Regions from separate parts of the Mus musculus genome. Here all the other regions are linked to region 3. A link is a contact called in public HiChIP or PLAC-seq, Micro-C and promoter capture Hi-C data. All regions are on one chromosome and are shown on one strand. The core of a region is the stretch at or near the end of the contact, and the rest is flanking DNA. Distances in the headings are between cores, read along the strand shown. Region 1 holds the start of Slc25a16 (solute carrier family 25 (mitochondrial carrier, Graves disease autoantigen), member 16). Region 2 holds the start of Tet1 (tet methylcytosine dioxygenase 1). Region 3 holds the start of Stox1 (storkhead box 1). Region 4 holds the start of Dna2 (DNA replication helicase/nuclease 2). Region 5 holds the start of Srgn (serglycin). Region 6 holds the start of Rufy2 (RUN and FYVE domain-containing 2).

Evidence for each region. Promoter capture Hi-C pulls out the DNA fragments that hold promoters and counts their contacts. A called contact is a pair of places that touch in the nucleus more often than the background predicts. HiChIP or PLAC-seq counts read pairs in DNA pulled down with a chosen protein or histone mark.
Region 1: a contact with region 3 is called in a promoter capture Hi-C map of hematopoietic stem and progenitor cells. The contact joins the promoter of Slc25a16 here to the promoter of Stox1 in region 3. A contact is called at or near these places in 8 of 39 promoter capture datasets (the 3T3-L1 cell line, cranial neural crest, hematopoietic stem and progenitor cells and 4 more), 2 of 484 Hi-C or Micro-C datasets (cerebellum and nephron progenitors), 4 of 115 datasets of contacts at active chromatin or transcription factors (cardiomyocytes, embryonic stem cells and neural tube) and 3 of 9 other capture datasets (adipose tissue, liver and pancreatic islet).
Region 2: a contact with region 3 is called in a promoter capture Hi-C map of liver, with 3 times the contacts expected there. The contact joins the promoter of Tet1 here to the promoter of Stox1 in region 3. A contact is called at or near these places in 13 of 39 promoter capture datasets (the HPC-7 cell line, cranial neural crest, fetal liver and 9 more), 2 of 115 datasets of contacts at active chromatin or transcription factors (both in embryonic stem cells) and 3 of 9 other capture datasets (adipose tissue, liver and pancreatic islet).
Region 4: a promoter capture Hi-C map of stem cell-derived epiblast-like cells shows a contact between it and region 3, with 3 times the contacts expected there. The contact joins the promoter of Dna2 here to the promoter of Stox1 in region 3. A contact is called at or near these places in 16 of 39 promoter capture datasets (the 3T3-L1 cell line, 3T3-L1-derived adipocytes, the HPC-7 cell line and 10 more), 1 of 484 Hi-C or Micro-C datasets (embryonic stem cells), 3 of 115 datasets of contacts at active chromatin or transcription factors (embryonic stem cells and neural tube) and 3 of 9 other capture datasets (adipose tissue, embryonic stem cells and macrophages).
Region 5: an H3K4me3 HiChIP or PLAC-seq map of embryonic stem cells shows a contact between it and region 3, with 3 times the contacts expected there. The contact joins the promoter of Srgn here to the promoter of Stox1 in region 3. A contact is called at or near these places in 3 of 39 promoter capture datasets (cranial neural crest, embryonic stem cells and second pharyngeal arch cranial neural crest) and 3 of 115 datasets of contacts at active chromatin or transcription factors (all in embryonic stem cells).
Region 6: a Micro-C map of embryonic stem cells shows a contact between it and region 3, with 2.3 times the contacts expected there. The contact joins the promoter of Rufy2 here to the promoter of Stox1 in region 3. A contact is called at or near these places in 9 of 39 promoter capture datasets (the 3T3-L1 cell line, the HPC-7 cell line, cranial neural crest and 6 more), 2 of 484 Hi-C or Micro-C datasets (both in embryonic stem cells), 3 of 115 datasets of contacts at active chromatin or transcription factors (craniofacial prominence, embryonic stem cells and neural tube) and 3 of 9 other capture datasets (adipose tissue, embryonic stem cells and liver).

What each region holds. Positions count from the first base shown.
Region 1 is chr10:62,917,717-62,922,311 of GRCm38.p6, forward strand. Slc25a16 (solute carrier family 25 (mitochondrial carrier, Graves disease autoantigen), member 16) reads left to right here and starts at 2,917. Exons shown (of 9, transcript NM_175194.2): 1 at 2,917-3,165. The coding sequence starts at 3,036.
Region 2 is chr10:62,884,788-62,889,580 of GRCm38.p6, forward strand. Tet1 (tet methylcytosine dioxygenase 1) reads right to left here and starts at 2,537. Exons shown (of 13, transcript NM_001253857.2): 1 at 2,385-2,537. The region is part of intron 2 of Gm51805 (a long non-coding RNA gene); the gene reads left to right.
Region 3 is chr10:62,723,661-62,728,059 of GRCm38.p6, forward strand. Stox1 (storkhead box 1) reads right to left here and starts at 2,434. Exons shown (of 4, transcript NM_001033260.2): 1 at 2,108-2,434. The coding sequence starts at 2,408.
Region 4 is chr10:62,943,860-62,948,833 of GRCm38.p6, forward strand. It overlaps Dna2 (DNA replication helicase/nuclease 2), which reads left to right and starts at 3,170. Exons shown (of 21, transcript NM_177372.3): 1 at 3,170-3,310. The coding sequence starts at 3,234. Slc25a16 (solute carrier family 25 (mitochondrial carrier, Graves disease autoantigen), member 16) reads left to right here. Exons shown (of 9, transcript NM_175194.2): 9 at 456-2,635. The coding sequence ends at 612.
Region 5 is chr10:62,505,398-62,510,095 of GRCm38.p6, forward strand. Srgn (serglycin) reads right to left here and starts at 2,360. Exons shown (of 3, transcript NM_011157.3): 1 at 2,245-2,360. The coding sequence starts at 2,317. Gm51804 (a long non-coding RNA gene) reads left to right here and starts at 2,407. Exons shown (of 3, transcript XR_003949006.1): 1 at 2,407-2,557; 2 at 2,677-2,890.
Region 6 is chr10:62,978,010-62,982,684 of GRCm38.p6, forward strand. Rufy2 (RUN and FYVE domain-containing 2) reads left to right here and starts at 2,243. Exons shown (of 18, transcript NM_027425.4): 1 at 2,243-2,323; 2 at 4,662-4,675. The coding sequence starts at 2,320.

The DNA of each region.
Region 1 (4,595 bases), core at 1,667-4,166, 190 kb after region 3:
AAGAGCACTGACTGCTCTTCCAGAGGTCCTGAGTTCAATTCCCAGTAACTACATGGTGGCTCACAACAAATCTATGATGTAATCTGGTGCCCTCTTTTGGCATGCAGGTATAGATGCAGATAGAGCATTCATACACAATAAATACATCTTTAAAAAAATTAAAAGTTTACATTATTGTGGGGCACCCTGCAGCAAGTTTATGGCTAACCTGGGCTCCATGAGAATCTGTATCAGAAGAAAAGGAAATTGGTCAGCAAACTGCTGTACAATACTGGAGAGTCACAGGTAAGGGAACCAGAAACTTAAGCAAAACAGACTGGACTATCTTTTCTTTTTTCTTTTATCTATCTATCTATCTATCTATCTATCTATCTATCTATCTATTTTTTTTAAAGATTTATTTATTTATTATATGTAAGTACACTGTAGCTGTCTTCAGACACACCAGAAGAGGGAGTCAGATCTCATTAGGGATGGTTGTGAGCCACCATGTGGTTGCTGGGATTTGAACTCAGGACCTTCAGAAGAACAGTCGGGTGCTCTTACCTGCTGAGCCATCTCACCAGCCCCTATCTATCTATTTTTGGACTATCTTTTCTTTACTGAAATAGTTATGGTTCAAGCAGGTGGGAGGCAGAGGCAGGCATGGTCTACAGAGTGAGTTCTAAAACAGCTAGGGCTACACAGAAAAACAGAATTTTTTTTTTTTTTTTTTTTTTTTTTTTTGCTTAGGATGGGTCTCCTTCTCATGTAGCCCAGGAGTGCACAGCACCACATCCAGTTACTTTGGTGCTGAAGGTCCTATTAGAACGTGTTGCAGTCTATGTAACGTAGTTACATCCTCAAGCCCTTAATCTTATTCTTCTAACAGGTTTCACTCTGTAGCTCAGGGTGGCTTTGACAGAACCATGTAGGGCAGGTTGGCTTCACACTCTTGGCATTTTTCTTGCCCCAGCCTTTCCAATGTTGTCTTTACAAGTATGAGCCACGATGCCAAGCTATTTTACATCTTTAGGATCAGCAAGTCGGCACAGTGGGGCAAGGGTACTTTCTAGTACACCTAAAGGCCTGAGTTCCAGCCACAAGAGACACATGTAGTGAGGAGAAAAACACCTGACTCCAGAAGCTGTTCTGTGACCTCCACACATGTGTTCCCCCAACCACAACATGAATGAATTAATGCCTTAGCTGTTGTGTCAAAAACAGACAGTAGAGAGCAAGAGAAAGCAGGGAGACTGACTGGTCTGTGGTCTTTCTAGTGTATGGACAGAACACAATGTTCCCATTTGTGGCAGGGTGAAAGCTGAATGAACAGTATACTTAGGAGAGAAGATGGGGAGTTTAAATGCCTGTAACCTAGATGTCAGATACAAATGCCTAGCATTTGATAAGCTCTGAGGTCAATGGATCCCTAGTTTGTTTTTTTTTTCTCTCCCCCGACACCCGTCTCACACACAGAGAGAACAACCGAGACAGAGAGAGAGAGATACAGAGGAAGGGGGGAAGAGAGACACAGATAAAGATCACCCCAGGAGTGGTGGTGAAATCCTCCTGTACTCTTAGCACATGCAGGGTTGAGGCAGAAGTATCTCAGGCTAGAGACCAGGCTGGGCCATATTTAGTATTTAGTCCTAGGTCACAGATGTGAGGGTGATGCAGTTGCACCATCTGTCACTCCACTGATTACCAAGTTGACCTGCTGTCTTTTTATTTATTTATTTATTTATTTTTGTTTTTCGAGACAGGGTTTCTCTGTGTAGCCCTGGATGTCCTGGAACTCACTCTGTAGACCAGGCTGGCCTCGAACTCAGAAATTCGCCTGCCTCTGCCTCCCAAGTGCTGGGATTAAAGGCGTGGACCACCACGCCTGGCGACCTGCTTGTCTATGTGAGTGTCTCCTCCCCTCTTCCCACTCCATGTACATGGCTTCCAGAACTACATGCCTGTTTGGACAAAGATGACCTTCCCCTAAGAGAGAAGGACACCATCTTTGATAAAGGGTGTGGGAATAGATGTGTCACCCTGCTAGAATCTCCAAACAAGCCAAGCCTCCATAGCCGGTCCCGAGAAAGGCAGGGAGAGAGGAAGAAAAAGAAAAGAAGGAGAAATAAAAGAGAAAGAGTTTGTGAAGACAGCAGGTTAAAGAATTTATCGTGTGTGAGATCAGAAGATGGGAGTGGATCAGAAAGACAGGGAAGGCTGAGCTGCTTGTGTTAATGCCAGAGGCACCATACACACCACACACACACACACACACACACACACACACACACACACGCGCGCGCGCGCGCGCGAATCAAACCCAGGTATTCTACAAGAACAAGAGTGCTTTTAACCGCTGAGCCATCTCTATGGCTCTCAACATTTATTATAGTGTGTGCGCGTGTGGGCGCGCGTGCTGCCAAGTTGCATGTATGGAGGTCTAAGAATAATTTGTGGGAATCGACTGTCTCCTTCAACTAGGCCGGGTCTGGAGACAACTCAGGTCGGCCAGCCTAGTGACAAGTGCCTTCAGCCGTTGAGCCAGCTAGCTTGTCTAGCATTTTCTTTTGACACAGTATCTTTCTCTCTGCAGCCTGGGCTAGTCGGGAACTCACTAAGTTACCCATGCTGGTCTTGGTCTGGAGGTGATGCCCCTGCTTCAGAGTCCTGAGTGCTGGGATGACAGGCATGAGCTTCACTACATAGCTCAAGCGGGTCTTGATCTCCATGGTCAGGAGTCATCAGGTTCGCTCGTGCTGAGACTGCAAGCCTGAATTTACTGGTCTGGCTCAAGAGGCTCGCAAACCTTCAGCAGGAAACCCGGGACCCTGAGTGTCGCAGACCCCCTGGGTGACGCCCACTTCCGCCTTGCTCTCTTGGACGGGTCCCAGCGGCGGCTGCGTGCGTCATCATTCCTCGCCGCCGCGCGCCATGGGCATCATCTGGCCCCGCCCGCGCGGCGGCTGGGCTCCTGTCAGAGCCGGCTCCAGCCATGGTGCTGCCCAGTGTTTTGTAAGTTGGCAGCGGAGGCTCGGGACGTGGCGCAGGTCCCGATGGCGGCCCTGGTGGCTGCGGCGGCCCTGGCGGCGGCCGAGCCTGCACCCGCGGTGCCGCAGGCGGCTGGGAGCGGGGGCCCGACCTCACGCCGAGACTTCTACTGGCTGCGTTCCTTCTTGGCCGGAGGTCAGTATCCGCCGCCCGGACCCCGGGGCTGGGTGTTGAAGCCGGTCCGCGGGCCGATCAGACAGTCCCGAGCTTCTCCTGCTGCAGCACCCAGCCGGGCCTTCACGTCAGCCCCTGCAGCCGGGGCTAATCCCTCCGCTGAACCAAGCACCTATTTCTTAAGGTTGAAAACAGGATCCTTTAGGTGGGACATGGTGGGGACCACCCCTTTCTGTTACAAACAACACGTGTGACAGTGTAGGATTGGGTTTTGCTGTTTGCTTGAAAGGAAAATAAGTTTTGGAGGTGGAGGCCAGCTTGGGCTCGCGTCCCCTTCGCGTGAGTGTGCGCGCGCGTGCGGATAATGATTTGAGAATATTTAATGTATTCCCCCCCGCCCCCCCACCTCAAGAGCCTTATGTAGTTGACGCTGGCTTTGAACTCCCGATTCTCCTGCCTCTGCATCCCAAGTGCTGGAATTACAGGCACATGTCGCACAGTCCGTCTCTAGAGGCTAACTTTGAAAAATAGACTAGGATATGAGCTGGACATGGTGGAATGTGCCTTAAATCGCAGCACCAGGCAGATGCAAAGGTCGGCAGATCTTGAGTTTGAGGTCAACCAGGTCTTCATAGCAAGTTCTGGGCAAGCAAGGAATACAAAGTGATACCCTGTCTCAAAAACAAAATAAAATGACTAAGGATATTGTGCAAAATTGCCTACAACCGCCCAGCGGTGGTGGTGGTGCACGCCTTTAATCCCAGCACTTGGGAGGCAAGCAGATTTCTGAGTTCGAGGCCAGCCTGGTCTGAGTGAGTTCAGGACAGCCAGGGCTACACAGAGAAACCCTGTCTCGAAAAAAAAAAAAAAATCAAAAAACAAAAACCAAACAGTTGGAGAAGCAGGCCCGCAGACCTTGTCATGCGATAGAAGATAGATGGAGGTGATAGCAAAGATCCCTGGCTTTGTTGTTTTGGTTAATCTTGTAGATAGATGATGGTAAACTGATGGACAAAAGTGGGAGGGGCTTGAGAAGAACAACAAATCTGTAGTCCATGCTGTAGACCAGTCTGGTCTATAGAGTGAGTTCCTGGACAGCCAGGGCTACACAAAGAAACCCTGTCTCGGAAAATCAAAAAACAAAAAAAGAAAACTGCCTACAACCAAAACTGGTTCCAGGAATCGTGGTAAACAAGCTTGTAACTGCTTGAAAAGAAGCACTGTGCTTTGTGCTTACTCTACCAGATGGCTTGCATGTGCCAGGGTTCCTCTCCCTTTCAGTAAGCAGGTGTTTGTAAGTTTGTATCTCTTAACCTCTCCCTCCCCACAATGATTGATTATTTGAGTTGTCATCAGGTAATTATTTATGTGGTTTTTCTTTTCTTTTTTTTTTTTTTTTCCCAGACAGGGTTTTTCTGTGTAGCCTTGGCTGTTCTGGAACTCACTTTGTA
Region 2 (4,793 bases), core at 1,287-3,786, 160 kb after region 3:
AACTCATTAAAATGTTGAGTTCTACAGTCATTTAGTCCAGCCTACTAAAGACCCTAAATAAATCCTATTCCTCCAAATGTTTATTTTTAAAAAGACCCCAATTCAAAATGCTTAATTGGGGATATGAAGACCAGGGCAATGCCCTATATGATCAATGAAGATCTGCACTCACAGCCAAGAACACCGGCTGAGCAAGGCAGGAGTATCACCGCGAGGACCAGAGGCAACAGCAGTGGAGGGTGCATATCTGTAATCCCAATATTCAGGAGGAGTCATAAGTTCGAGACCAGCTTCTGCCAGTAAAGGTCAAGTCAGTCTGGAATAGAGTGACACCTTACCACACATAAATTCTTTAAAACAGACATCAAAACCCAGGAAGCCATAAACTGTAGCATCTGAGATTCTTTTTAATTATTAGCGGCTGGTCTGGAAGCATTAAGCTTCACTATACCCATAAATACCTAATTAACTATATTCAGTTGTGTGTAACTGAATCTAAATATACTCTCCAAATTGTTTTTGCCTCAAGAAACCAATACCTGCCGGGCGTGGTAGGGCACTCCTTTAATCCCAGCACTCGGGAGGCAGAGGCAAGAGGATTTCTGAGTTCGAGGCCAGTCTGGTCTACAAAGTGAGTTCCAGGACTATACAGAGAAACCGTGTCTCGAAAAAAAAAAAACAAAAAAGGAAGACAGAAAAGAAAAGAAAGGAGAAGAGAAGAGAAAAAAGAGAAAAGAAAAGAAACCAATACCTGAGGGGAAGGGCTGCTTTATGGCGCCCCCTCGTCCAATCATCCGGCGTGAGCGCACAACTCCACCCCAAACCAATCCTGTCGTGGTAGTCCCAAGGTCTGGAAAGTCATTGCAAATTCCTCAGTAGCCGCTCAGCTCAGGATGGTTGGTTCACTTGGAAAGAGTTGTGGGGGTGGGGAAGACAGGGAATCCTTTTTGTTTGTTTGTTTTTTTTGGGTTTTGTTTTGTTTTTTCGAGACAGGGTTTCTCTGTGTAGCCCTAGCTGTCCTGGAACTCACTCTGTACACCAGGCTGGCTTCGAACTCAGAAATCCGCCTGACTCTGCCTCCCGAGTGCTAGGATTAAAGGCGTGCGCCACCACGCCCGGCTGAGTCAGGGAATCCTTATCGCTGCTCCAGCATTAAGTCTTTCTTAAAGTCACATTAATTTTAGTGGGTCAGAAACGTACCCAGTTCAGTTCCCAAAGGGCAACTGGAGCCGGACACTTCTTTCCTGACTCATTCCTGTGGATTAATGGGCGAACACTGGAGGTGAAGGAGAGAGTAAGAGAAAGGGGAAGTTGCTTTTTCAGACTGGTCTCACCATGCAGCCCTAGCTGCCCTGAAACTCACGGAGATCTCTATGCCTTTACCAACCCAGCGCTGGAATAATCATAGGCGAGCACACCCCTCCGGAAAAAGGAAGATTTGCTTCCCTACCCCGCGGAGTAGGCGGTGGTCTCTTCAGCCCAGGCAGGGACCGCGAGCTCCCGGAGCTCACGTGCAGCACGATAAGTCTTAGGCACTCACTCTGCCGCTGCGAGCACACGTACGCCCTCAATCCCCTCTCCAGGATCCCAGAACCAGTCAGTAGCATTCCAAAAACTTGCGTTTCGGCGCTGGCAACATATCCTACTTTCTTGCTTCTTCTTGAACCTCCCAATTCCGGACCAGCCTTTCCCAGACCTCCAGGTCCCCTGCACTCCCGAAGTGGCTCCCAGCAACCCCTTTCTAGGGTTCATCCGCGAAGGATGGGGTACGTCTCAAACGCGTGAGACACTTCTGAACCCGACAGCTCGCGCTCCCCACTCCTCGCTGGCAAAAGCTATCGCCTCCCTACAGGCAGACTCCCAGACTTTCTAAGAACTCCTGTCTGGGGACCTCCCAGAGGCCATACATGCGTTTCCCCTACAGGATCTCCAGTTGATGCCAAGTCTGGAGGTCCCCATGCGAACCGATCCTAGCCAGGGCTAACTAAACTTTCTGGGGAGCGCTGTAAGGTCCCCCGCGAGCATTGTTAGTCACCCGCCACGAAAGACCCGGAGCGGCCCGGGATAGGGGGTCGTGGCGCGGAGTTGACTCGCACGAGTCATCACCAAGCATCGCGGCGTGCAAAGTCCTAGCCCGATCGAGATCCGCCCCCCAGCTCCGTCCCGCCACGGAGTAGTACCCTCTCCCAACTCCCCGGCTCTTTGCTGCCGCCCCAGCTCACCCTAAACTGCCTCTGGATCCCAGGGCAGCGCGGGTCACCCCTGCTAGAAGCCTGCACCAATCCTTGGACAAACTTTCCAGCGGGTCTTGGTCCGTGCAACTTTGGAGCCTGAGGCTCCGGCACGCGCCAAGGAGTTCAGGCGGGCCTAGGATGGACACTTACCATCCGGCACGGTCAGGGCCCGAGCACCCGGGTTGGGGAGCTGCTCCGCGAATGTTCCCGTAGAAGAGGCAGGTAGAGGTACATGACCAGGGAGGGAGAGGACGTCCAGGGGCGAATACAGACCCCGGGATTGTACAAACCAGTTGCAGAGTGCAGTGTTCCACGAGCGGAGTGCGCGGGTACTCCCAGCCAGGTCAGCCCTCGCCCCCCCCCAGAGCAGCGGTGTCTCCCCAGTACAGACCTCTAGGAGTGTAGCTGGGGCACAGCCTTTGCTGGACCCTGTACCGCTGAGCGAGAGGCAAAATGCGAGCTGGATTTTCCCAAATCGGAGCCGGACTCCTCTCGACCCTTCTCCTGTCCACTCCTTCCTAGGCTTTCCTGAAATTCCGCCCGCGCTCCCTCCCCTTTTTTCTTAGGTCAAAGGAGTGTTGAAATCTACAGGTCACCATCTCTTTCAGTGATGGGAGTCAGAGTATCTCTAATCAGATGGGAGTAAAGGTATCTCGAAAACGAATGTTTCCAGAAGCGAGTCGGGTCATCCAGGTGACATCCTAGAGGTGTCAAACCAACTTCAAGACCAAAGAGAAATCAAATTAGCTTTGATTTTTTCCCTACATCTTTATTTTGATTAGCCATTGACTGCGGACTCATTAGTGATCATAATCACTTTATAGGAAATGGAAATACAGTAAGAGAGAAATTCCTGCCATGAGGTTCAGGCTTGACTTTAACTAGGCATATCCCAAGGTAAGATAGCTTTCTCTTCTTCCAGAAGTCTGCCCTTAGACAAGGAAATCTACTGCTTCAGGTGGAAGGGAGAAAACTGGCTTGTGGCTTTACACTCCACTCCCCCAATTCCATACCTGAACTGTGGTATATAAATGTCCCTCGATAGCCTAGCAGATGCCTTTAATCCCAGGACTTGGGGGGCAGAGGCAAGTGGATTTCTGAATTATAGGCCAGTCTGGTTTACAAAGTGAGTTCTAGGACAGCCAGGGCTATACAGAGAAATCCTGTCTCAAAAAAACAAAACAAAATAAAACAAATAAATGTCCCTAGATTGTTCGGAGAAATAGTCCCAAACTGTCAAGCTTACACCCTAAATAAATCCTTTAAATGTATTCTTAACTAGGTACCAGCTATAACGGGTTTGTTTGTTTAGCTTTTAAAAGTCTCTGTGTAGCCCAGGCTGCCCTCAAAGGCAGGAATCTTCCAGCCACAGCCTTTCCAGTGCTGGGATTATAAAGTAACCTGATTGGAGGTCAGAAATGCACTTCTAGCTGAGTTCTGCTCAGAGGTGAAGACTGAGGCCTCAATTTAATCTTTGCAATAGAAAAAAGCAAACCTGGCTCTCTCTTTTTTTCTTTATTTTTCTTTCATTCCCTTTCTCTATTAGATTTTGACCTTGAACTGATTCTCCTTCCCATACCTATAAAGTGCGAGAAATATTGACAGATAAGTTTTTAGACAAATAAGACAAAACACTCTAGCAAAACCAGGCAAACATCTCTTTTCCCAGCCAGCCTTAATAGAGTGAGACCCTGTAATAGTTTTTTAAGATTTTATTTATTTATTTTATATATATGACAAGTACACTAGAGCTGTCTTCAGACACACCAGAAGAGGGCATCTGATCCTGTTACAAAAGTTGTGAGCCACACTATGTGGTTGCTGGGAATTGAACTCAGGACCTTTGGAAGAGCAGTAAATGTTCTTAACCACTGAGCCATCTCTCCAGCCCCAACACCCCTGTCCACCTGTCTCTGCCTCCCGAGTGCTGGGATTAAAGGCTTCTGCCACCATGCCGGACTTAAAATTTTCTTTTCTCAAAAAACAAACAACAAAAAAAATTCTTTTCAAGTTGGGCCTTTGGGAGGCAACATTTGGAATGTAAATAATTTTTGGTTTTTTTTTTTTTTTTTTTTTTTTTTTTTGAGACAGGGTTTCTTTGTATATCTGGCTGTCCTGAAACTTGCTTTGTAGACCAAAGCTGTCCTCGAACTCAGAAATCCACCTGCCTCTAATAAATTTAATTTTTAAAAAAGAAAAAAAAGATAAAGTCGGGCCTTTGAAATGGGACAGATTATCAGTACCTCTGGCCAAGCCTACAGATCTGAGTTTGATCCTTGAAATCCACACATCAGGGTGTCGAGAACTCACTCCCACAATTTGGCATAAGCACAAATTTAAGAGAACAGGAGAATACAAAAATTCACAGGAAGGCAAGGCTTAATGCAAGGACTCAAAAAAGGACGAAGCAGGACTGGTACTAAAGGCAATGTCTCCAGAGATAATAGCATGCAAGGCAGTTACTACTCCATTTACAATAGCTTATCAGGAGCTGGGATTTTTCTGATGTTTTCTAGTCATATGAAGGAAACAAACAACATATTTTTATTTCTCTGCTCA
Region 3 (4,399 bases), core at 1,184-3,683:
TTGGTTACCTGAGTTCAATCCCCAGGACCCACATGGAGAAAGGAGAGACCTGACCCCCTCTAAGCTGTCCCCTGGATTCTCATACACACATCAGAGCACACGTGTGCCCCTCCCACACCACATAAACATTTATTCTTTTTTTTTAAAAAAAAAAAAACCTTTAAATTATGTTTAAAATTTTAAAATAAACCTGTTATGTTTTTCTCTTGTTACTAAAACCTGAGTTCAATTCCTGAGCTCTACACGGTGGAAGGAGAGAACAGACTCCAAAGAGCTGTCAGTCAACTGCTGAATATGTATCAAGGCACGCACACCCAGATATAAATAAACATAGAGGATTTTTGCCAAATCTTTTTGTGTCCGTGGGCACTGCTCAGGTGTAGCAATGATAGAAAGGATTAATAGCCAGCTCACCTTTCTATGCCTACAACCAGCATACACCACGGCTCCCTGGGCTACAATGGCTGCCTCAGATGTTACATAAAGCCTCTCTTACTTCAGCCCTGGGGTCTAGACACCACACACACACACACACACACACACACACACACACACACACACACTGCATCCAATTCCCTCTCTGCAGTACACAGTATACTCACCCTTTGGAAGGAGTCAGGAGACAGGAGAATGTAACCACTAATTCAAACCAGAGAAGCCCAGGACGCAACTGAAAGCCCCTTTTTTCAAAATCCAGCCTGTCTGCAGAAGATTCCAACTTTGGGTACCTGGCTCCCTGTTTCAGAACCCGGAAACCATTCTTTTGACATTCCTGCATGGGAAAGGAGATGAGACCCTATCTATGTAGTCTGGCAACCATCTCTCTTCTTGTTTTTTGTTTGTTTGTTTCTTTGTTGTTTTTTGTTTTGTTTTGTTTTGTTTGTTTTTTGAGACAGGGTTTCTCTGTATAGCCCTGGCTGTCCTGGAACTCACTTTGTAAACCAGGCTGGCCTCAAACTCAGAAATCTGCCTGCCTCTGCCTCCCAAGTGCCGGGATAAAAGGTGTGCGCCACCATGCCGGGCTCCATCTCTCTTCTTAATCAAAGAAATATGGGGACAGGCTGGGGGTGGGTGGTTGCAGATGGCATGAAGTTTAGAGGCCTTCCCAGGTTCAGGCCAGAGGAGGTCACTATTCCTGGACAAGACCACACACAGCATCAGGTGTCTCCCGTTGCCCTGACCCTTACCCCAGGGAGTAAAACAAATTTGTTTTGCTGGTGCTTCTCTGGGGATGGGGGAAGGAGGAGGAGGAGGAGGAGGAGGAGGAGGAGGAGGAGGAGGAGGAGGAGGAGGAGGAGGAGGAGAACCAGACTATGATGGAGAGGTTCCTTGAAACAACTGGCTTCTTGTCACCACCAAACCATCGAATGGTCCCACAGCCCCCACAGACAGAATGAGGACAGAACCAGCTGTTACTGGGAGCTGACACAGTTGCCAGAGGTTAGTGGCCTGTGTCAGTAACCACCCCACTGGTGCAGCGGTTCAGTTTCTCAACCGAGAAACAAATGGGTTAGTCCGAAAAGACTGGGAGGTGGAACTTTCTCTGTTTGGTGAATGATGTGTGATGTGTCTACAGCACCATCTGTTTCTTTTCCCCACCAGTTAAGGACGATCCCGCCCCCCCCCCAAAAAACTTCTGAAAGTTGAGCGACCTAAGACCACTCCTCCATCCAAGACAAGCAGGACAGGAACACCAGGTACTGGGAAGGGAAGGGGAGTTGAGGGGAGGGGAGCTGAGGGGAGGGGAGGGGAGGGAAAGAAAAGGGGAAAAAAAGGAAAGGAAAAAGGAAAGGATGGCAAAGTTAAGGAAAGGGGAAGGGAAAGGAATGGAGAAAGAAAAGAAAAGGAAAGACGGACGGAAAAAGGAAAGGGAAGGAAAAGATAGGAAAAAGGAAAGGAAAGACGGAAGGAAAAAGAAAGGGAAGCTAAGAAGGAAGGAAGGAAGGAAGGAAGGAAGGAAGGAAGGAAGGAAGGAGCAATCGGATCCTCTTTCGGACCCGAGCCTCACTTTTCCTAAAGTGCCCCCTCCCCTAACACCAGGAACCCGCGCGCTCCCGGGACCTGTTGCTATGACCCCGGGCGCTGGCGACCTCCGCCCCACACTCACCCACCGCGGTGATGCGGAAGCCTCGGGGCGGCCGCAGGGCTCGGCGACGCCACGCATCCCGCAGCACCTGCACACAGGGCTGGGGCGCGCGCACCAGCAGCACCCCGCGCCGCAGCCAGCCGAGAAAGGCCAGCCGCGAGGCGGCGCGCGCCAGCCGTGCGTTCCAGAAGCAGCGCGCGTTGGCGCGGCGGAAGGCGCGGAAGAGCGCGCGACCGCCCGGCTCCCCCGCCGCCTGCCCGGCCTCCCGCGGGCTCAGCACCAACGCCAGCGAACCCGGTGCCAGCTGCACGGGCCGCGCCATGCCGCCCGCTCGCGGGACTCGAGATCACTGAGCCCACCTCGGCTGCCCCGGGAGCCCTCTGAGGGGGGCGGGGCCGGGGTGGGGCGGGGCTTTCTAGGGCGTCGCTGTCACTCCCGGTTCCCACAGCAACCAGAAGAGCCGGTGGCATCGCCCACCCGCAGTGCCCGGAGGACCCAGGTCGCGCGTGGGAGGTGACCCAGGTTTGAGCCTCTGCTCCGTTCCTGACCTCTCAGGCTAGTTCTCTGGCGTCTCTGGGTTTGGACCTGGCCAGGTTCCTCATCTCGCAGCAGAGGACTCTGAGGACCCTCTCATCCATGGTTTTCTGAAGTTCCAGGGTCTGTCTCCTCCCCTAGTGTATCCCCTTCTTTTGAGAATTTTGAGGAAAGCAGGGTTAGCGAGCGAGAGGCGGTAGCAAAAGCCTGGGGCCCCACCCTGGTTAGGGCCTGGGGATTCTGACGCTGCACTCGATCATGCCCCAAGAACCCCAAAGGAAAGGCCGAGATCTGCCCCTGCAGACTATGGCCGGCGTCGCAGAGCGATAAGGACAAACAGGCTGGGCCGGAATTGAGGCCCTGGGTCCCTGAGGATAAAGATCTATTGGAATAAGGAAACCGGGCAGGATAGACATTAGACTTAACTATGAACTCAATACTATAAAGAGCAAGGTGCTTCGGCAAGACCTGAGGGGTCATTTCAGACTTACCATCCATAATATCGATATAATAATCAGGGGTGGGCACAGAGAGAGACAGGGTCAACATATGTCTCCCAGGCTGGTCTCAAACTCATGTTCCTCTTGCTTGTGCAACCGTTTTTATTTTTAACTACACCACCTTTATAACTACCATAATGAGATAATCCATACCCCTATCCATCAATCACAGATGTTATTAATAACAATAGCCCAGTTTCACAACTCTCTGTTAAATTAACTATTGTAGATTGATATCTCTAATCCCCAAATCCCAGATGCTCTAAGAATTTTTTTTTAAGTACTACTGTGGTTTCACACGCAAAAAACATCACACTTGACTTCAGGATGTGTGTAAAAGGGGTGGCTATGAGTTGAGTGAATTGTGTGGGACCCATCTCCAACTTGGCTCCTCAAGTAGATCCAAGTGTGCCAGCATCTGAAAAAAATGGGCTATCTGTCCCCAAGCATCTTGGAGACAATTGTATCAATAGCATGCATGTGTGCCACCCTGCCTGCCTGTGAATGGCCATGCCTAAGTGCTGGGGTGTGTATGTGTGTGTACCATGGTACCGACCTAAGAGCTTCCAGGAAGTCTCCTGCCCCCACCCCCTGCCTCACCATAGCACCACTGGGATTACAGACATTAGAGATTATACACATACTATATCTTATGTACTATCCTGCCTCAATTTATATGGGTTTTGACGATTTAAACTCGGCCCTTTTGCTTTTACCAACTGAGCCATCTCTCCAGCCCAGCCATAATCCTGTATTTTAAACTTTGGGTTTTTTTCCTCAAATGACAAAAACTATAATTAGTTAGGTTAAAAAGTATCCCACCTTTACTCAGGCAAACAGAGAGTTTAGCTCCAGACCAAGCAAGGGTCAGGCAACCTTGTCTGGTGCTGGTGGCTCGCCACCTTCCATGCTGGGAAAAGACTCATAGGTGCATTGAAATTCTGGCTTCTCGATGGGACAAAGGCACAGAGCTTATTGTCAAGGTCACTGCCATTTCTCACTTGCTAGGGACGGAGTGAAAACAGAGGCATTTGATTTGTAGAGGAGGAGCAGGAGGAGGGGGAAGAGCAACAGGAGGAGGAGGGCCGGGCGTGGTGGTGCACGCCTTTAATCCCAGCACTCGGGAGGCAGAGGCAGGCGAATTTCTGAGTTCGAGGCCAGCCTGGTCTACAGAGTGAGTTCCAGGACAGCCAGGGCTATAAAGAGAAACCCTGTCTCGAAAAAAAAAGAAAAAAACCAAAAAAAAAAAAAAAAACAGGAGGAGGAGGAACAGAGGGAG
Region 4 (4,974 bases), core at 1,920-4,419, 220 kb after region 3:
ACTTTAGCAAAGGCTAGCCTTGAATGCCTGGTTTTCCTGTCTCCCAAGTGCTAAACTTACAGGCATGCACCACCTGGACTCGTTTGTATGTGTGTATTTATATATGCAAATATTTATTGTTTTATTTGATACAAATTCTATCTCTGTAGCTCAAGTTGGCTTGAAACTCCTTTTAGCTTCTGAAGTGCTAAGATTGTAAGCTTGAGCAACCATAACCAGTTAAGCCTCCTTTAAAAATGCTACTCTAGGTTGGTTCTGGTGGCATAGCCCTCTTTGCCCAGCATTTGGGAGGCAGAAGATTATAGTCCAAAGCTAGCCCAGGCTGCAGAGCACCATTCTGTCTGAAGGAACCATCCAAACAAACGAAGCTGTTCTGGGCTCTTGAGTTGTCTTGTCACCTTGTGGTGGCTTGTCCCCTTTGGATGGTTGCTATATCATTTTCCACTGCCTTTCAGTACCATGCGGGAGACCATGAAGTACGTCTATGGACAGCATGGGATTCGGAGAGGATTGTACCGTGGCTTATCTCTGAACTACATCCGCTGTATCCCCTCTCAAGCTGTGGCTTTCACAACGTATGAGCTGATGAAGCAATTTTTTCACCTTAACTGAAAGAAAAAAAAATCATGATTTGTAGTTATTTTCCTCAGTAAATTCTCAGAAGGATGTGTGTGTGTGTGTGTGTGTGTGTGCGCATGCATATATATATGATGATACCTTAATTGTGAAGGAAACATTACTTGAAGGGGACGTTCGCCCTGATACAGGAACCACTGGTATTTTAATACTTGATTTCTTTGAGTTTTAAAATCACAGATCAAAAATTCTTAGCATAATTTGTTTTTTTCTTTTTGATGGGATCTCTGTATGTTGCCCTGGCTGGCTTGGACCTCACTGTGGAGAGACCTCCTCTTTGTAGAGAGGCAATCCTCTTGTCTCTGCCTCCCACATACTGAAATTCCAGGCATGGGTCACCATGCCTGCTCCAACATATTTATTAATGGCAAACGTTATACCTTAGCACCTTGAAAAGCCATCTTGGGTAAAGTGTTATTTGGAAGGAAAAGAAGGTTCGCATTTGAGTTCAAGAGATTGCCCTTAGTCCTACCATACTTTCCAAACTCTGCATTGTAATTGTGGTTACTGAGGGGGAGGGGCTGGAATCGAACCCAGGGCCTTTGCATGCCAAGCACATGTACCCACTAGGCCACATCCCCAGCCTGCCAGCGCCATGCCACTGAGCTATGTCACTGGCCTCTTCCTTTCTTAGGATGGTGCTGGGGATCACATTCATGCATGCTGATTGTGTAATCGCACACTGCCAATGGTCCACACCCCAGCCCGCTAACCCCGCTCGTTATTTCCCCTCCCACTCTGTCCCTTCTCTACTTGTTCTGGGGAGTAAACTCAGGGTCTCTCTGCCTATCTTGCTAGATAAGCGCTCTACCTCTGAACTACATCTCCAGCCTTCTAACATTGTGTAATGTTATTTAAATCAGCTGACTTCCTTTTATTGTAGCAGAATGAGAACTGAAAATGTAAGGTCTGTGAAACAGAGCCAGCAACAAAGTAGTGTTCTTATTATGTTTCTTCTCAGAATTCTCTCCAGTGGGTAAAAAGACACCTTTCCGTCTAGTGGTTTGAGAAGCACTTCCTTCCTTGCGCTCTTTCTTTCTAACTCTCTTTGGGGATTGAGTCCAGGACGTTGTACATGGCAGGCATGATGAGATCCCATCAGAAAGTCAGCTGTACACTGAGGTATATCCCCAGTTGTCCTTCCTTCTCAATAAAATTACTGTTGTATTTGAAAGGAGATTGTCAACAAATGAAGAAAGTCCCAGGTCTTGTTCAAATGCTATTACCATGAACTTTGATTATCATGCCACTGCGTTTCCCAGAGGCAGTTATGATAAAGATTAAATATCTTTGCCCTTAAAAGGAGAGTAGCATTGTAGATGCTTGTCTAAAATAACTTGGTATGTACTAGGAAATGTAAATGGACCATCAATTTAGATGAAGCAATGTTTCTGAGGTATTATGTCAAGATATAAGTTCTTCCATGTAATGTAATTTTAGTGTGTCATAGTCCGAAGCGTAAATATAAACCACATTTTGATTGTTACATTTTAAAAAGGTTGTTTAGAATATAAGAATTCTGATCATTGTGTTTAGAACACTTTTTGTTGTAAGCATGACCCATGGAGTAGAAGCATCAAGCCTTCTCTAGAGGTAGTTATTTGTAGAACTGATGTGATTTTTAAAACATTAAAATTAAGCTGCAAATGTTATTTCTGCATTTTTTCATGTATATAAATATTTCTTGTCACATCTTGGAAAAAATTGGATGAATTAGTTTCATTTTTATAATCTTTACTTTAAAAATAAAAATGTATCATGTGATTTGTAAATGTACCAGGAGTGGGGATAAGTCTGTTTATAAAACTCTTTTGTATATTTTAATTTCTGGACTACATTGTAGCTAATTATTCCATTCAATCTTAAGGTAATTTAAATCTATAAAATAAATATCGCAATTATATTATCAATAAAGAGAACTGAAGATATTTTCTAAAATAAGAAATTGCCTTCTATGTCTGTTATAGAATCCATATGATATTAAAAGTAATTTTTTATCCTTGTTTTGATGGCTTGGTTTTTTTTGTTTGTTTGTTTGTTTTTTTGAGACAGGGTTTCTCTGTGTAGCCCTGGCTGTCCTGGAACTCACTCTGTAGACCAAGGCTGGCCTCGAACTCAGAAATCCGCCTGCCTCTGCCTCTGAAGTGTTTGGATTAAAGGCGCGCGCCACCACGCCCGGCTTAGATTTACTTTTTAAAAAATTTATTTTGTTTGTGTGTGTGTTTGTGAGTACTATGCACTATGTGCATGAGGATGCCTTTCCAGGCCAGAGGGTGGGAGGCATCAGATCCCTGCAACAAGACAGGTTCGTAGTGGAAATTCAGCTGCATCTCCCGCTCTCCTGCTCTGAAAAGCCCGAGACGGGGGATTGCTATGAGACGCGTGCAGTTGCGCGGCAGCCCAGCAGGTTCATGCAGGCATCCGGTCCTGGAGTGGAGACGGCGGAAAAGCGCCTCCGGTCCGGCGCTGTGCTTCCCGGCGCGGAGAGCGCGGGAGCCGCTGGCGCGCGGGGCGCCTGCTGCGCATGCGCAGCGAGCTGGCGCTTCTCTAGCGCCGCGAGTTACGGCTGCCCGCTCTCCCGGCGGGCTTCGGCAGGAATGGAGCCGCTGGACGAGCTGGACCTGCTGCTGCTGGAAGAGGACGGCGGAGCGGAGGCCGTGCCGCGGGTGGAGCTGTGAGCCTGCGGGAGGGCGGCGGGCGCGAGCGGGACCTGCGCGGTTTTCCCGGGTGTTAGCTGGAGGGTGATCGTCGGCCAGTCTTAATTGGGACCTGAGCTTGCTGGTGTAGCCCGCTGCTTTTTCACACGTCAGCCCACCCCTGTCATTGATACTTTGGATTTGATTTTGTCTTATTTGCATGTGCGGAAGACCCGCTTGTGGCGGTCGGAGGAGCACCCGTGCTAGTTATTTTCTTTCACGTGGGACGTCGGGGTCAAACTCCGGGCTGAAGGCTTGCCAGGAATCGCCTTTAGTCAGACGACCCAGTGTTCGTTCGTTCTTTCTTTCTTTCTTTCTTTCTTTCTTTCTTTCTTTCTTTCTTTCTTTCTCTCTCTCTCTCTCTCTCTCTCTCTCTCTCTCTCTCTCTCTCTCTCTCTTTCTTTCTCTTTTTTGGTTTTTTGAGACAGGGTTTCTCTGTGTAGCCCTGGCTGTCCTTGAACTCACTTTGTAGACCAGGCTGGCCTCGAACTCAGAAATCCGCCGGCCTCTGCCTCCGGAGTGCTGGGATCAAAGGCGTGCGCCACCACGCCCGGCTTTTATTTATTTTTAAATTTACTTAAGTGTACATATGCAAGTGCCTGAGTTTAGAGGCATCTCCTGGCGCTCGTGCCATCCCTTCAATATATCTTTTAAGAGCTCCTGGAGGTGTTACACCCGGTATACAGTAGGTCCAAGCCCTCTAATGCCATAAAGATTAGTATGATTGGCAGCTCCTGGCAGCAATTGCAGTGAACCTTTCATGCTGCTTCCCGCGTCCCTCTTTTTTCCTTCAAGCAGTAGTTGGGCGGACCAGGTACAGCAAGCAGGTGCTGTGCCACTGAACATTGTCATGCCCAGCACAGCAGGTGCTATGCCACTGAACTTTGGCATGCCCAGTATATCAGTTATCTGGAAAATGGACAGGACTAGCTCTCTTTAGTTGTACTTCCTAATTGCTTTCGACTGTGGTAGAAGCCCTTTTTGGTATTTTCCAGTTTTTGAGGTAGCCCAGGCTAGCCTCGAGCTGAGATGTGTAGCCAGCCCAGGACGGCTTTGACCTTCTGATCTCTGATCCTCTTTTTTTCCACTTCCCAAGTGTTTGTTTTGTTGCTGTTGTTTTATACAGGGTCTCATTTTGTAGACCAGGCTAACCTTGTGTGGTTAGGAGGTAGGAGTGGGCCCTGGAGGCCCAAGAAAAAGCCACACAGGCTGATTAATGTCTAGTCCAGGTATTGGTGAGAGTTGGCCAAACTGGTGGGCATTCTCCTGTTTGTAGACTGACCCTAACCCGTACCCCTCCCCAGTTCTAACCATTACTGCCTTCTAGTTTGAATACTGATCAGAATATATGTAACCATGTATCAAGTACAAAGGCAGAAACTTACAAAATTACCGTCTTGTGCTTTCAGGAGCTATGGTAGCCACCCTCTAGAGAGAGTCTGCTTCCTTACTTAAAGCAGCTTGGGTGTCTGGCTCTTTGTGTTTGATCTCTTGCAACACTTGACTTTGTGGTAGTTCCCCTGCCCCAGCCTCCCTAGCCATGGGAGTGGTTCATCGTGTCCAGCTTCCCTTATTGCTCATATACCTTTTAAAAGGAGAAGACTCACTTCTTGTTTGCTTTGAGATGGTTCCGCATGTCGTC
Region 5 (4,698 bases), core at 1,110-3,609, 220 kb before region 3:
GCAATCTCTGGGTGACTCACAAACATCTGTAATGAGATCCGATGCTCTCTCTTGTCATGTACCATGTATATGCACACAGAACACTCATACATAAATAATTTTTAAAAAATGAGCTCAAGGCTATCCTGGGGTAAGCGATTTGACAGAGAGGGTATGGTATCTAATCACTCGTGGCAGGACACAAGTGGTAAGACACATAGTGTCATTGCTGTAGCCGCTTAATCACTAACTCGTGGCCAAACACCCACATTCATGTTCAGAGATGAGCAAAGTCGTTAAGCCAAGAACCCCTTGGAAACACCCTAGATTTTTGGCTCATTCATTGTCTCCTTTCTTTGCTTCTGTTCCCAACTAAGAGCTAAGTCAACCATGACATAAAAGATAAAAGACAGCCTTTCCTCCCCTACCTCTCCCCCCCCCATGCTTTTTTTTTTTTTTTTTTTTTTTTTTTTTTTTTTTTTGAGATAAGATCTCACTAGTAGCACAGGCTATCCTGGAACTCTCGAAGACTGGGCTGGCCTTAAACTCACAGTCCCTCCTGCCTCTGCACCTTGAGTGCCTTAGAAGCCACCCAGCCCGACTCCTTCCTAATTTCTGGCTCGTGATGAAATAGACAAGGTTTTGTTTTTAGTCTAGTTTGATGTTTCTGGGAACTTTTGCAACTGAAAGGCTTACATGCACGCCTCTGGTAGAGAGACACCCAGAGCCAGGTGTCACAAATGCGGAATTCACAGCTGTCCATCTTGCCAGAGCACGTGGCTACCGGGGACTATTTCATGAAGCCAAAGGTTTTTCCCTGAAAGATCCGCATGAACTTGAATTCTGAGTCAAAGGGAAAAGTGTGGCTCTAGCTGTGTAGCAGAGCCCCGGACATGCATGAGGCCCTGGGTGTAGGCGCCAATATCACAAAGCTACATAAATAGAAGTGAGCCTTAGCAAGGTCACTTCCTGTTTTCCGATGACGACGTTAGCATAGCCCCATGAAAATAAGTTTCTAAACTTCCACTATGCAAGGAATTTCTGAAGTAACCTGTGAGATGTCATTTCGACCGGAAGTAAGAACGCTACAGCTAGGAGTCACTTCGAAGAAACTCCAGGACACGTATGTCGCTGTGACTCAACATTTCCTTTATGTTTTTCAACCATAAACTCGGCAACTTATTTATCAGGCCATGACCTTCTGCCTCATTTAGACATAGTTCCCTAAATATTAAGGCGAATAAAGTGTGCTTCTTTGTAGTTGTTGTTTGTTTGTTTGTTCTACAAACATTCCATCTTCTTAGAAAAAGTTTGAGGTTGAGTCAGCATGACTGAACAGCTGTAAAAGACAGTCAAATTTACAGACAGGTTTTCAAACGAAAACCTGTTTTCTGGACGAGAGCACAAATGCTAACACTCCTCAGGCTGTTTCTAAAATATTGTTTTAGAGTTAGCATTTTGCCTAGCCAAAATTGAATGTTTGGTAAGAGCCGAGCTTAAGAAGAAAGTAAAAATAGCTACATTTACCCCAATTAAAAAAAAAAAAAAAAAAAAAGCCGGGCAGTGGTGGCGCACACCTTTAATCCCAGCACTTGGGAAACAGAGGCAGGTGGATTTCGGAGTTCGAGGCCAGCCTGGTCTACAGAGTGAGTTCCAGGACAGCCAGGGCTACACAGAGAAACCCTGTCTCAGAAAATCACACACACACAAAAGCCTCTTTCATTGTTAAAATAACAGCGCCATCAGATTCCGTTCTTTGGAACCCAGCATGGAGACATACACCTGTTATCCCAGCACTCGGGAAGTAGAAGTTCCAGGTCCTCTTCAGCTGTATAGCAAGTTGAAGACCATCTTACGCTACATGAGACCTTATATCAAAATGGAGTTCATGCAGACAACTCAGTGATAGGATGCTATTCTAGAAAATTCCATGATGCCACCATCTCAGTAGATCAGTTGGGTAATTTTCCATTTATTTCTTGAATGCTTTAAATGAATAAACCACACATCTTTACCCAAAAAAATAAGAACACTTTTCAGTCATCCTGACAGGTTTTAAGGCCACCACTTACCTTAGAGTTTAATTAATTATTATTATTTTTTAGACCAAACTCAAGTAAACTCACACGAGGTTGTTGAGGCACCTGAAATCCTTCCTTACCTCCCCTCCCACAATAGGACACCCTGCACCTTCAGATGAAGACAATTACTTGTGCATATGCTGATGCCTTCAGAGCAGAGAATTAAAGATCCTGGGTCTCTTACCTTGCACTGAAGATCCCCAAACCAGGACGAAGGCGAGAGCCAGGACAAGCCTGCTGCCGACGGGAACCTGCATCCTGACCAGCTCGGCTCCACTCAGCCTCTGGATTAGCAAATGTAGCAGGGTGCTCTTTCTGTCCCTTTTAGAAAGAGGTTCCAAAACCTCAGACCCTGCCCAAGAACACACGTCACAGTTTCCTGAACAAATAGAAAGAGATCCACATCAACACCCAGAAAGAAGAAGAAAGTTGAAAAAAACAACAACTGTTCATACCCATGATGAAACTCCACCGGACTCCCCCTAGGCGTTTGCTGTGTGGTTATTATTTTTTCTTTTTCCAAAAAGCTCTGCCATCTGTCATTTGCATGTTTAAAAAAAAAGTTTTCCCCATCAAAAAGTCGAATCAGCACTTTCTTCCCCCTCCCTTCCTTCAGGTAACAATCTAAACAGACAGGAGGACTCAGCTGTTCCAGAACTGAGCTCGGCTCATCCACAGCGCACATCAAAGAGAAGCTGGGCGCGCACAGAGTCAGGCACAAGCAGGGAACATTCCGAGCCGAGCTGGGTTCTCAGCCCCCAGGATGAGCGGTCTCCGTTAACGTCCAGAGTCTGCTAGAATTCCTGGCTTTCCCTCTAGCTCACAAACAGGTGAGGAATATATATATATATAAAATCAGCTGCTCCCCAGGGATTGAGACCATGCATGTTTGCATCTTTTTTTCCTGTTTTTTTTTGTTTGTTTGTTTGTTTACTTCGAAAAAAAATTTTTCTTTCTGGTCTTGAGTAAGGCAAAAATCAGGAACAAGGAGGGCAGGTCCCCCCCTCAGAGGGCCGTGGAATGTGAAAACAGAGACACAGATGCTGCCGTTCATAAAGGACTAGCCGTTCCCTGGCCTCGAAGATTGCGGGGCTTTGGGGGTGCGGGTGCGGGAATGGCCACTCTGTGCTAGCCTCACAGTAAGGGTGGTTTTACGCTGTATCTGTAGCGAGACAGCTTTCTCTGCCTTTGCTCTGAGGGCTCAACCATTCTCCACTTCAGGGTGTCCGTTCCTCGGCTGCTCAGATGCCTGCCCCTTGGCCATCCTTTGATGGGTGGGAGGAGTTTCCTTCCCCTTGTTCTGGGCTTCCTGCTGATTCCTTAAGGTTTCCTGATAAGGACAGACTTTAGAATCTCATAGCTCAGGAGCCCTGATAGAGAAAATGAAGCCCTCCTTAGAAACTTCTCCTCAGAAGCCCCCTCAGAGCCTGGAAACCCTCAACTGTAGCAACCGAGGCGCACAGAGACCCAGCGCACACCGTGTGGAGTTTTAGTATCTGTTGGGATTTCTCTCCTCTGCCTTTGGTCCCTTTTCATGATAAGCTTCAATTAAAGCCCTGATAACAAAACGAAAGATCATGTTAACAGCTTCAGGAAGTTTCTCACGACACCTTCAAGGCAATTAGAAGTAGAGATGGATAATTTAGTCACCTTCACACAACCTACAATCACGTGGGAAGGGAGTCTCAGGGACGGAGATAGCCCGGATCAGGATGGCTATGGACAGGCCTAAGGGGGATTGTCTTGGTTATTTGGTGTGGGAAGATCCAGCCCATAGTAGGCAGCGTGATGCCCTCCCTGGTTTAGGGATCCGGATGGCAGCAAGCTGAGAGAAAACCAGCAATCATTTGTTCCTCTCTGCTTTGGATTGTGCAATCAGCTGCTTCAAGTTCAAGCCGCCTTGACTTCCTTGCAATGATGCACTGTTCTCGTAACCTGGAAGCGTGAGCTAAAATGTGACCCTGAGCCCTTTCTTCCCTAAGCTGCCTTTTGTAGGGTAGTTTATCACAGTGACAGAAACAAAACCCAAACAACCAAAACTAGTACCTGAAAGTGATCACTGGGAGATTTTTCTCACTCGGGGACTTTTTTTTTTTTTTTTTGCTGCTGCTGAGTCATGGGGATTTTTTTTTATTTACTTCCTTATATATTTTTATTTATTGAGGCAGGGTTTCACGTATCCCCAGCTGGCTTTGAACCTGTTGTGTAGGCCAAAGATGACCCTGGGCTCCCGAGTCTCTCTCTAGTCCTCTCTTCTCACACTCTGGGGTGAGTGGCCAGACCTGTTCTAGAACTCAGGTGCTCTAAACCATACTCCAGAGACAGATGAGCGATGAGAAGAAAATCAGACTGGTGTGTGAAAGGGAAGTCTTCTAGTAATTATTGAGTAGGCGTATCTGCCAAACGCTCTCAGGCAGATTGGCTTTACAGTCCGCAGCTGGGGAGGGCACTCGTTGGATCCTTGCTGTCTCTCAGGAATAATTTCACAGTCATCAAAAATATTGGAAATAAATCTCTTAGGGGAAGTATCAGACTTTTGAAGCTTCAGGGAAACTGACTCTGAAAAGAAGTGTTTAAAAACTGGCCTTGGGAGGATGGAGAAATGGCTCAGGTGTTAAGAGGACTGGCTACTCTTCCA
Region 6 (4,675 bases), core at 993-3,492, 250 kb after region 3:
CATGCTTCTTGTGATCCTGGACTGAGCCTCTGAAACCAAGCCAGCACCAACTGAATGCTTGCCTGTAGAAAAGCTGGCTTGGTCCTGGTGTCTCTTCGCAGCGATGAAACCCTAAGTGAAACACAAGAGCCCAGCAAAGCATGATCTTTATTTGAATTAGGCAGCAAAATCTGGCCGGCCAGAGACTATAGCACAGACTCGGGAGACTGTGCCTTTGAACGTTCATCTTAGCAGATGACAAGTTTTTATAGTGCTCAGGCCACTACTGATTGCTCACAGACACAGAACAGACTTCGGAGTTCACTATGATCCAGAAGAGAAATTGTACAGCATCTTTAAGGATGGAACCCCAAAGCATGGGCCGGGCCATAGCATTGTCCAGCATATTTTAACACAAGGGGGTTGAGCAAGGACTTAAAACATTGGTGACTGGGCCTTATCAGGGTCACCTGGTTTCAAGGTCCTTGATTCAGATTTGCAGTCAGGTCTCCCCCTGGACTCTGGTCTGGAATTCAGAATGATAAGGGAACAAAGGAGTGGGCAAGCTGCATGCAGTCAGGTAGTTCACCCCCAGCAATGCTTGCATGCCTTGTTTTAGATAAGGCAACCCCCCCTTTACTGGATAACAGACAAACATGAAACCCCTGAAGAAGCAGAATAAGTGTTGGGTCTGGGGCCTGGGACCATGAACTCAGTTTTGACTCTGCCAGCAGAATGGACGTTGGTCCCGAGACAGCTGGATTCAGGCAACTATCTCTTAACATTCTAAACCAGAGTGTTGAGTTAACATTGTGACTTGCATCTGTCTACCCACTTTTGGTGGTTTAAGTTTTTGAGATGGGTTTATTAGCTCCGGAATCAAGATCTGCTTGCTTTTGCCTGAAGGGTGGATCCCGGGGTTATAGGTATATGACAGGCAGCACACCCAGGTGCCTGTTGCAAGTTTTATCTATGGCAAGTTGAAAGGCAGGAGGAAGCATTCATGTGTGTGTGTGTGCCTGTGCATTTTTTAAAAGACAGCCCTGTATAACCCAGGCTGGCCTTGAAATCTCGAATGTCTGGGAGAATGATCTTGAACTGTGTTGTACAGGACTGAGTCAAAACTACCACTGTTTTCAGCAAACTGGCCTACATCTGCTTGCAAAAGATCACAGCTGGGCAAGTTGACTTGAATTCCCTCATAGGAGGGCAGGGAGGGAGGGTCATGGGACCTTCACAGGAACAACCAGTCTTTCTCTTGCAAGCTGTTGTATGCAATTCTACCCTAACTGCAAATGGCCTTAGGGAGGAACTAACATATAGGAAGGGAGGGGCTAGTGGAGGGGTGACTATCTGCAGCCAGGAAGGAGTCATCATTCCTAGAGGGATTTCGAAGTCCTCCCCAGTATCCCCCATAACTCACTGCTTCTTCAGCGGGAACGGTGTTAATCATTTTTGGTGTGTCCTCAGAATTTTGGAAGCATTTGGTAGACGTTGTTTACACCTCACTAAGGAAAGGATTTTTTTTTTTTTTTTAAGCAACAAACACTCTAGGTCTTTCCTCCAACTCCTAAGAGTTGGTATTTTCTAGGTCCACCATACCCGCTTACAAAGTATCACATTTTGTTACATGGAACTGGGGTCTTGTGTCTTTCCTCCAACTCCTAAGAGTTGGTATTTTCTAGGTCCACCATACCCACTTACAAAGTATCACATTTTGTTACATGCAACAGGGGTTTTGTAGCTATCCTTAGACGACCTGGCACTTGTTAGGTAGCTCAGAGTAACCTCAAGGTCCTAGCAGTCCTCCTGCGTCCACTCCTGTTGAGTGCTGGGGTTAGCAGCTGGATTTAGTGTCTTCCTTTGAGACTAGGCGAGCTTCAAATCCATTATGTAAGTGAGCCTGGTCTTCAACTACGGATCCATCTAACTCCCATCTCTCAAATGCTGGCATTACAAGCCGCCGGCTCTGCTAATTGTGTGAGGTTTTCTAAAATCTGTCGGCTAGCTCCGAGTCGGCCGGTGTGTTCCTTAAACCCATCCAGCCTGCAAGGATGAAACCTTGACAGGTAGCTTGAGGCCCGCATCTACATCCTCCCTTGGCGCTGTGCCCCAGGTCCCCGTCACGCCTCTTTCTCTGACGCTGTCAGGGTTGGTCAAATGGGGGTTGGGGTGGGGGTGGGGGTGATCGGCGGGGACCAGCTTCACGCGGCCGTGGCGTCCTCCCGCCGCCAGGGGCGCTGTGGCAGCGCCGAGCCGGGCCAGACGCGGTGGCCGCCGCGCGCCTGCGGGGAGCTGCTGACCCGCTCCGCGAGCCCGTGTCCCGCACGCACCGCCGCCATGGGTAAGGGCAGCAGCCGGGGTCACCATCCTTCGCTTGGGTCACGCAGTCACCCGGGAACCGGGGGCTCCCGGGGTCTCCATGGCAACGTCCGCCCGCCCGCATCCCTGCGCCCCGCCCGCCCTGGGGCCTGGCGGCTGGGGTCGGCGGACGGGCGGGGACCAGGGCGTCCAGGGACAGGGATGGCTTCCCAGTCACGCGGATGCAGGGCGGAAGGCTGGGGAGGGGAGCGGTGTAGTGCCAGGAGCGCGCTCCGCGGGGCCCCCTTGCAGGCTGGGGGCGCAGAGGGAGCGGGGCCGCCTCTAGGGACTGCCGAGGAGCCCCACCTGCGGTCGCTGCTGCACAGCCGCTGTCCTAGGCTCCTCCGGTGCAGGTTACAGGTTGTGATGAACACTCTTAAAAAGAGAATTCTGCCGATTATTAAACGTCAGGTGGTTTCACTTCGGGAGCGGGGGTGGACGGAGGGAATCACACCTCGACGGAGAGTGGAGGAAAAGATGTGGCCATATCCTTCATCACCCAGCCGGGCTGTTTCAGATTGCGGAGGAAGTCAGCCTAAGAGAGCTGGGATGCAAACCATAGCCAAGTGCCAGAGCAAGGGGACTCTTGTTTTGTTATTCGAAACGGGTTCTCACTGCATAGTCCTGGCTGTCCAGGAGCTAGCTATGTAGACCAGGCTGGACTCGAACTCAGAGATTCCCTCCTGCCTCTGCCTCCCAAATTCTGGAATTAAAGTGTGTCGCACCACGCCCAGCTGTTTTGTTTTGTTTTGAGTGGGCCACTAAATTGTGAACGCACTGACCACCTGGGTTTGTCATTTACTTGAAGGTTGTTTTTGAGACAGGTCTCTCTATATAGCATTGGCTGCCTCAGAACACTCTGTTTAGACCAGGCTGGACCCAAGAATCACAGACGCTGGGACTACAGAAACAGCTACATGGCAGAGTTCTCTGGAGATTAATAAATGTTAGGTTTGGTTTTCACATCTCTTTTGCTATCTTCGCAGAAAAATATTTGTGCCACTCGGCAGTGTTTAGAGTGTTGGGGGAACAGCTGGTTTAAAAAAAATTATTTTTATTTTTAATGAGTGTGTACCTGAGTGTAGGGGCCTCCAGAGGCGTCGGGTCTCCCTGGAGTTGGAGTTAAGCGCTTACCACAGGTATGGGGAATTAACCTCTTTCCAGCCCGTACTAGAATTTTTTTCTTTCCTTTTTTTTTTTTTTTTTCTTTTCTTTTGACCTGGGAGTTGTGTTTTTTTCGAGACAGGGTCTTACTGTGTAACCCTGGCCGGCCTGGAACCAATCTCCTAGTTGCTTAGGTCAAAGGCACAGAAGACTACCTTGGGTTTGTCAAAATATTTTGATTTTTTTTTTTTTTTTCTGTTGTTGTTGTTTTCCCTGTGATGTTTGTTCTGGGAGATTCTGGAATCTGATAACTTTACCTTTTATTTTGTTGCTAGTGTATTTTGATTTTTTTTTTTTTTGAGACAGTTTTAATATGTGGGCCTGGCTGTCCTCACTCTGTAGACTAGACTAGCCTCTAACTCAAGTGCTAGGATTAAAGATGCAAGCCACCACTGCCTGATTTTGAAATAAAGGTGTGTATGTGTGTGTGTGTGTGTTGACCTCAGAGGTCAAAAGAGGGCATTTGGCCACCTGGTGCTAGAGTTACAAGTAGGTGTGAACCATCTTAGTGGATGCTGGGAACCAAATTTTGGCTTTTTGGAAGAACAGCAAATGCTCTTAATGACTGAGCCATTTCTTTAGCCTCTTATTCTTGCTTGGAAATCATTAGACCTAGACCATGCCTGCTACCCACCATTTGCAAAATCCTCAAACATGTGGCTTGTACTTGCAAGCTTATCTTTACTGAAAGCCATTTTACCTTAAGATGTGTGTAGTAGGTAGGCACAGTGGGCCGTGGCTAGTGATTGTGTGCGTGCGTGTGTGTGCTCGAGCACGCAGTAGGTAGACACAAATGTGCTGTGCCTGATAAATGACGGTCAGAGACATTCTCTCCGGCTTGTGGGTTCTGGATGGAGCTCAAGTGGTCCGTCCCGCACATCCTCTCTAAGCAATCTCACCAGCCAGAAAATAAAGCTTATTATTCTCTGTGTGGAGTCTTGAGGATAGTTCATAAGCATGGCCACAGTGGGCGTGGATGGTGCTTTGCTGTGGCTTGTGAGAGAGAAGAAAGAGGCCGTGTTGTGGCAACCTGGCCTGAGGAGCTATCCGGCTGCCAAGCACGGGAGAGCAGACTTCCACGGGGAAGGACAGATCTGTGGATTCGCCACTGTTGTCTTGTCCTGGGGATGATGTTGGGCTTTCTTGCATTTTTTCAGCTACAAAGGACCCC